Linked DNA regions of Mus musculus: region 2 is linked to region 1. The links are chromatin contacts, called in public Micro-C maps. All regions are on one chromosome and are shown on one strand. Each heading gives the region's core, a stretch centred on a gene start, on an enhancer-like site or on the middle of the called end of the contact. The rest is flanking DNA. Distances are from core to core; before and after follow the strand shown. Region 1 holds the start of Rfx4 (regulatory factor X, 4 (influences HLA class II expression)). Region 2 holds the start of Ascl1 (achaete-scute family bHLH transcription factor 1).

Evidence for each region. A called contact is a pair of places that touch in the nucleus more often than the background predicts.
Region 2: a Micro-C map of embryonic stem cells shows a contact between it and region 1, with 23 times the contacts expected there. The contact joins the promoter of Ascl1 here to the promoter of Rfx4 in region 1. A contact is called at or near these places in 1 of 484 Hi-C or Micro-C datasets (embryonic stem cells) and 1 of 115 datasets of contacts at active chromatin or transcription factors (embryonic stem cells).

Annotation. Positions count from the first base shown.
Region 1 is chr10:84,754,462-84,758,016 of GRCm38.p6, reverse strand. It overlaps Rfx4 (regulatory factor X, 4 (influences HLA class II expression)), which reads right to left and starts at 1,969. Exons shown (of 18, transcript NM_001024918.1): 1 at 1,504-1,969. The coding sequence starts at 1,546.
Region 2 is chr10:87,491,780-87,495,334 of GRCm38.p6, reverse strand. Ascl1 (achaete-scute family bHLH transcription factor 1) reads left to right here and starts at 1,675. Exons shown (of 2, transcript NM_008553.5): 1 at 1,675-2,982; 2 at 3,344-3,555. The coding sequence starts at 2,247. The coding sequence ends at 2,942.

The DNA.
Region 1 (3,555 bases), core at 720-3,219:
CAGACCCCAACCGGGCCTAAGCCGGGTGCCGCTCTCCAGAGAAGACCGCTTCTAGCCTCCCCGCAGGTGCTCACCCGCTAACTAAGCTGGACTTTAGAAGCTCGGGCTTCGGCTATGCTCAGGAGCTCACTGACACCCAGGAAAGCGTGAGAGTTTAACTGTACCGGAGACAGAAAAAAAAACGTACCCTGGAATGCCGCAGATACCCCTGGGCCAGCGGTCTCAGCCACCAGGTCTGCAATGTAGGCCAAGAGAGGCCTGGAACTTTCCTCCCAGTACAGAAGAACAAGGTCTGGGAAGATATCTAGATAGCTTAATCTTTTTACAACCTGCCCTAGGGGTGGGTGGAGTGGGGGCAGAGTTGACTGTGGTGTTATTTGCAAGTAAGTTAATGTGTGTCAGGGCACAGCTGAGGCCAGCAGGCACTTGTTGCTCAGCTGCAATGCCCTCACATTCTCTCAGGTTTCAGTCAAGCTGCTGCCTATGCCCAGGCTGTGGTCTTACCACCCCTCAAAATTCCAAAGCTGCGGCCCAGCAGGGATTGGAGTGGCCTGGTGGAGAGACTGAGCCTAACGGAGAGAGTAAAGTTTTTTTGAGAACCACTACATGGAAAGGACATAGAAAAAAATAACAGAATTTGAAGTGCGGCGGGTCCCCAAAGATGCTAGGCGTAGAAGTTGACCAACGGATCGCCTGGAGAAGATGCTGGGCATTTTCGTTGTAAGAGATTCCGTGTGTTCCCTTGTGAACCGTGGCGACCCTAGTGCCTGATGTCCACCACACAGCCCTCAAACTACAGGCCGGTTCACAAAACTCAGTGTCAGGCCTCTTCATATGTTCTGCATTCTGCTCCCCCCACCCCCCTTTTGCAAGGTTACAGCCTCACTGTGGAGAGGCTAGTGAGTCGCGTCTTCGCGGCCGGGAGACTACAGTCCTAGGGGCCCATCTCTCCTAGCCCAAAGCTACTAAAGCCCCAGGACCACCGGGTTCGCCGCCGCCACTCCCTCCCTGCAGCGAGATTCCAGAAGCAAGAGCCTCCAGTGCGCGGTGAGACGCGGTACGCCGTCGCCCTCCTCCGCCTTTGGAGCGTTCGGGGCCCTCACCCCAGATCCTAAGCATACCACTACCCTAGCCAAAGCCAGGGCCGCCGCCGGGTCCGGGCGGGGCGGCTTGCTCGCAAAGCTCTTGCAAGTAGCATAAACACCTCGAGCTCGCCGCGAGCCAGCGAGCATCTTTATGCAACTTTATGTCCAAGTGAAAGCGCGCGCCTCAGAGTGCGCGCACGCGCACACACGCATTTACACTCACACACACTTCCATGCATCCACTTACACACTTAGCGCTGGACCGAAAACTTCTGCACGCTCTCCTCCTCTCCTGGGATCCCACTGTCAGGTTGCCCCGCCTGAACTTTCTGCAACTCTTTCTGAAGTGACCCCCGCCCTGTCCCTTCTCCTTCCTCCCCCCTCCAATGACCCCCCTCCAAGTCCCACCAGGACTAACCTGTGGAATCCATGTCGGGTTCCTCCAGTAACCCACAATGCATGCTCTTCCCATGGACAGCACAGACGCCCCCCAAAAGTCCTGATATTTGGGGATCCCCTGTGCTAGAGATGCCCAGGGAGGAAGGGAGGGAAGAAATAAGGAAGGAAGGGATAGCGAGAGAGAGAGGGGGAGACGGTGGGTGAGAGGGCAAAAGGATAAAAGGGGAAAAGAAAGAACTAGTGGAAAGAAAAGAGGCGAAGAAGCGAGGGAAGGAAGGAAGCTAGAGCTGAAGGAGAGAGCGAGAGAGCGAGCGAGCGAGCGAGGGGACACTCAGTAATCCAGTCGGGCAAAGCCAAACCCGTCAAAATGTTTGCGGATGTTTCATGGGAAAAAACATCATTTTATAGGAGCCCCGATGGGAGCAATGTCATTGATAGGCCAGCGGGCCTGATGAATGGCCGCTCGTCAGATGGGGCCGTGGCGAGGCGCACTGTGAAGCCCATTGTGGGCCTGTTTTGAATAAGAAAAGCCGCCTCCGAAAAGGGGGGCTCAGAGCGACGCAATCCCAGCCCTCCGACTTCCCCCTTCTATTATAGCATTAGCAACGTTTTTCTTATTTAAAGTTCCAGAGGCCTTCTCCAGCCTTAGCCCGGCACTCATTATAGACGAAATCAAAATTGGCTTAGATCTGCCCCCCTCTTCAGTCCTCCCGCGCCCGGGCCCCGCGCGGTGCAGCCATGAAGGGGGGTGCAGAGGTACCCGAGCCCTAGGAGTCTCCTGTGCGTCCACGAGTGGGCCCGACTCCTTTTTTTCTCCCCTCGAGACACGTCCCGTTTTCGCCTTGAGTTAGATTTTGAGTAGGGGCCGGGGAGTAGTGCAGAGGGGGTATGTCTTGAGTTTCTTCCACGCAGATCCGCGGACGTGCGTGGGAGTAGAAGTTGAGGAAGGGGAAAGTGAAGCCTTAGGTTCCCATAACCAGTCTGAGGGACAAGAAGGCCGCTTGGCTGCGAGGGGGTGAGAGGCTGGCTTGCGTCAACCAGAACTTTTGTACCCCTTGTCTCTCGCCCCACGGGTCTCTCCAGGTCGGCGTGCCTCGCTGTCTCGCTCTCCGTTTCTCCCTTGGCAGCCAGTCTCTTTGTCTCTCCCTAGTTCTGCGTTCTCCCTGGGTCTCTGGGACCCTCACCCCCACCCCCACCCCCGCGCCTCTTCCCATAACCCTGTATGTCAGTCTGTCTGCGTCCGGGCCCCTCCCTCTTCCCATGTCCCCCGGCTCCCCCCTCTGCCACCCTCTCGGTCCCCCACAGCCAGCAACGGAGTTGGTGAGAAGCCCCGGCGTCAGAGCTGGGGATGAGGCTTTCCCAGGGACCCCTCCCCGGCGCAGTTGAAAGTGTGGGAGGGGGAGGGGGCCGGGGCCTGTGGACCGCAAGTGGAAAGTGGGGGTGGAGGGGGGGCTCCCGTGGCCCCGGGAAAGTGGCCGCTCGCGGGCCGGCCGCGCTGTGATTAGAATATGAATGGGCTCGGCGGGCGGAAGAGAAAGGCGGATTACCCCGCTGCTTTGACCATGGACAGAGGCAGCGCCAGCGGCGCAGGGGCGGATCGCCCGAGTCCCTCCCGCCGAGCCGGGTGCGCTTCTTGCCCGCGACCCCGGGCCTGCCCACCTCGGGCCTCCGGGTAGCCCCCCGAGCCGCGCCGAGTGGGACAATGGTGGGTGAGGGGCAAGGGACTAGCACGTGCCGAGTTAAGGTCACGAGATGCAGGGAAGGGGCAGCGCGGACGGGCAGAAGGGTTCGAATCCCGGCTCTGCAGATTCCTTCATCTTTTTTGGGCCTCAGCTTCCTTATCTGTGAAATGGGAGTAACGACGTTTCTCCCCCGTTGCTCTCCTCAGGCCCTACCGGGCCTCTGTGTGTTGCCCCTTCTTGCTCAAACTGCTGCTAAATTCCAACCCGGGTTATCTCTCTTATCTCTTATCTCTCTCACACAACTATCTATCTTGTGCCCAGAAGCCCTCGGCCACCAACCCCAGGCACACAGCTTTCCCTCTCTAGCAGTGGATGAAAAGCTTTAGCGG
Region 2 (3,555 bases), core at 426-2,925, 2.7 Mb before region 1:
GAAACTCAGCTAGAGCAATTCTCCCAGCCAGAAGTGGTGACCAATGCTCATATTTTCCGTACTGGGGAGGCTAAGGTTGGAAGATTGTCAAGAGGCCAGCTTAGGCTATGCAATGAGACACTTAAAAATGGCTCCGATCATGATTAAAATAATAATAACGACGATAAAATAACTAGAAGCCATTATCCTAGTACTTCACCATAATCATTACTGAACTCCAGTCCTTGATCAGACCTGGTGACTTCTGGACAAAACTACCAGAAGAGTGCCCTCCGCCTAGTTCTGCCTGTGTAGACCCGACCAGAGACTACCCCAGGGTGCACCAGAGCAGTCTGAGACCTTTGCCTGCAGTGCTTTGCTTTTCTAAGCTGGACTGGGTTCGGACAGAGTGCCAGCCTGAGGGCCCGGGAATGCGCCTGGGCAGGCACTGTCCCAGCAGCCCGGTGACCGCTGCAGGCACCTCCCCTTCTCTCGCGGTGCCAGCACACGGCCTCAGCGGGCTCCGCTCCCAGTCGCCTGCCACCGGTCCGCCAGGCACACGCCTGGGGCGGGATAGAGGCTGCGCCAAGGCCTCCAAGGCGCCTGAGACAGGGAGGGACAAGGAGGGAAGACTTTCAGTTAGCTCAAATCCAGTCACTCTTTATTCCACACAGCCCACAGCTTCTTTCTCCAGAAGATCTGAAATATCCCAGAATGCCCTCCTTTCCCATAGCGTCTAGCAAGCATCTTTCAGAGGAGTGGCGGCTGTTATAGAGGGCCAGAAACAGATAACCCTGAGTGCCTTCCTGCATACACTTCCCCACACCACTGTGTCTCACAAAAGCTAGCCTCCAACTTATTCTCCTGCCTCAGCTTCTTAGGGAACTGTCAACCTATCCTGTTCATGACTCCCTATCCTTCCCACCCTTAGCGAGTTGTGCCCAGCACATCCAATCCTTGAAGCTGAATGGAACAGCAGTGGCAACCCCATATGGCTGCAGAGGGAAAGGCTGCTCAGACAGGGTAGAACTTACTGAGACCACAAAGCTAGTGAGAGGACTCAAGTTCTCATACAGAGAGACCACTAGTGTGCAAACGCTCTCCCCTCCTACCTTCCTAAACCTAATGGCAAACATTTTATTTTTTAGGGTCACAAAGAATCCTCCGGAGTTACTGCGGAGAGAAGAAAGGGGGGAAGCAGAAGCCCAGCCCTCCACTTCCAAGAGTTCCCTTTGCCACTTTTTCTGCCTAAACCCTTCCCTGAATTTTCTTCCAAGTTCTCAGGAGACTCCAAAGACACTTTTCCCTCCAGACTTTCCACCTAGGCACCCCAAGTCCAGGAGTTATTTGCCCCCCCCCTTTTTTAAAAAGGCCCCCATTTCTAGAGCCACCCCCTGGCTCCCGGAGCCACCGCCCCGAGCGCGCGGCCTGTTTATTCAGCCGGGAGTCCGGCACGCGCCGGGCGCACGCACTGCAACAACAAACCAGGCTGAATGGAGAGTTTGCAAGGAGCGGGCGCGGGCAACTGGAGGGGGGGGGGGCGAGAGGGAGGGAGCTGAGGAGGTGGGGGAAGAGGAGGGGTAGTGGGGGCTGCAGCCGCTCGCTGCAGCAGCGGGGAGTGGGGGGCGAGGCGGGGCCAGGGCTGCGCGTGGGGCTGGGTGTCCCATTGAAAAGGCGGCCGCACCGCAGCCGCCCAGCAGTCTCTCACTTCTGGCCAGGGAACGTGGAAGGCGTACCGGCTGGGAGCCGGTTAGGGAGGGCGAATTGGGGGGAACGAGAGAGCAATTAGAAAGAAAGGGGGTTCAACCAAATAATCCCAGAAGCAGGCTCAAGCCCAGGCTGGAGCAAGGGAGAGCGGGCGCAAGAAAGCGCAGCCCCGGAGCAGCTCCACCTGGCAGAGTGCGCTCGGCACTGACTTTTGCGGCTGCTTTCCTTTTCCCTTTCCTCTTTTAAAACCGAGAAGGCGCCGGCGGCGGCCGCACACGCGAGCGCCACGCGAGGCTCCCGAAGCCAACCGCGGCGGGAGGAGGGGAGGGAGGAGGCGGCGCAGAGGGAAGACGATCGCCCAGGCACCTTCCTCCGCTGCAGCCTGACAACTCTGCCTCCTTCTGCGCGTTTCTTCCCCTTTAACTTTCCTCCGGGGCTCGTTTCTCCCCTCTCCTTTTTCTTCGTCCCCCTTTGATCGTGCTTCGCAGCCCCGCTTCCTTCAAGGGCTCTGCGCACCCTGCGTCCCCAACTCGTTCTCCCCCGCGACAGTTTGGCCCGGCATGGAGAGCTCTGGCAAGATGGAGAGTGGAGCCGGCCAGCAGCCGCAGCCCCCGCAGCCCTTCCTGCCTCCCGCAGCCTGCTTCTTTGCGACCGCGGCGGCGGCGGCAGCGGCGGCGGCCGCGGCAGCTCAGAGCGCGCAGCAGCAACAGCCGCAGGCGCCGCCGCAGCAGGCGCCGCAGCTGAGCCCGGTGGCCGACAGCCAGCCCTCAGGGGGCGGTCACAAGTCAGCGGCCAAGCAGGTCAAGCGCCAGCGCTCGTCCTCTCCGGAACTGATGCGCTGCAAACGCCGGCTCAACTTCAGCGGCTTCGGCTACAGCCTGCCACAGCAGCAGCCGGCCGCCGTGGCGCGCCGCAACGAGCGCGAGCGCAACCGGGTCAAGTTGGTCAACCTGGGTTTTGCCACCCTCCGGGAGCATGTCCCCAACGGCGCGGCCAACAAGAAGATGAGCAAGGTGGAGACGCTGCGCTCGGCGGTCGAGTACATCCGCGCGCTGCAGCAGCTGCTGGACGAGCACGACGCGGTGAGCGCTGCCTTTCAGGCGGGCGTCCTGTCGCCCACCATCTCCCCCAACTACTCCAACGACTTGAACTCTATGGCGGGTTCTCCGGTCTCGTCCTACTCCTCCGACGAGGGATCCTACGACCCTCTTAGCCCAGAGGAACAAGAGCTGCTGGACTTTACCAACTGGTTCTGAGGACCTGCCAGGCTCTCCTGGGAATGGACTTTGGAAGCAGGTACGCTTCATGTGGGGATGGGCAGAGCCTTTCTTGACTAGGTCCCTTTTTCTTTTTCGGTGTGGAGGGGGGAGTTCACGGAAGGTAGGGGCTGTCTCCAGGAACCCAGGGGTGAGAGGAGGTTACTATGTTGTTAGTTTGTCCATCTCAAGTGCTAGTGTGTTAACTTCAGTCTTGGCCCCTGAGAGTGGCTTTGCCCAAGTTTCCAAGAGCAGAAGGTCGAGGTGAGGCATAGAGACCCTGCGTATTGAGTCCTGGGACTTTGTCCAAAGAGATGTTTTACCTGACAGATTCTCCAAGCCTGAATAGCTTCTACCACACCCCTTCAAGTTCACACTAACCTCTCTTGTTTCTGTTACAGGATGGCAGCAGATCCTGCATCTTTAGTGTTTCTCGCCAACGACGTCAAATGGGGAGGCAGAAAAACAAGGGGAAAAAAGAAGAAGAAATGAAACAAACAAACCAGACAGCCAACCTACAGGGGCACCTTCACTAAGATGCAATGTTCTCAGCAAACAGGGGTGGGCTCCAACAGTGTCTCTGCATTCCAACATCATTTCCAGACACGAGAAG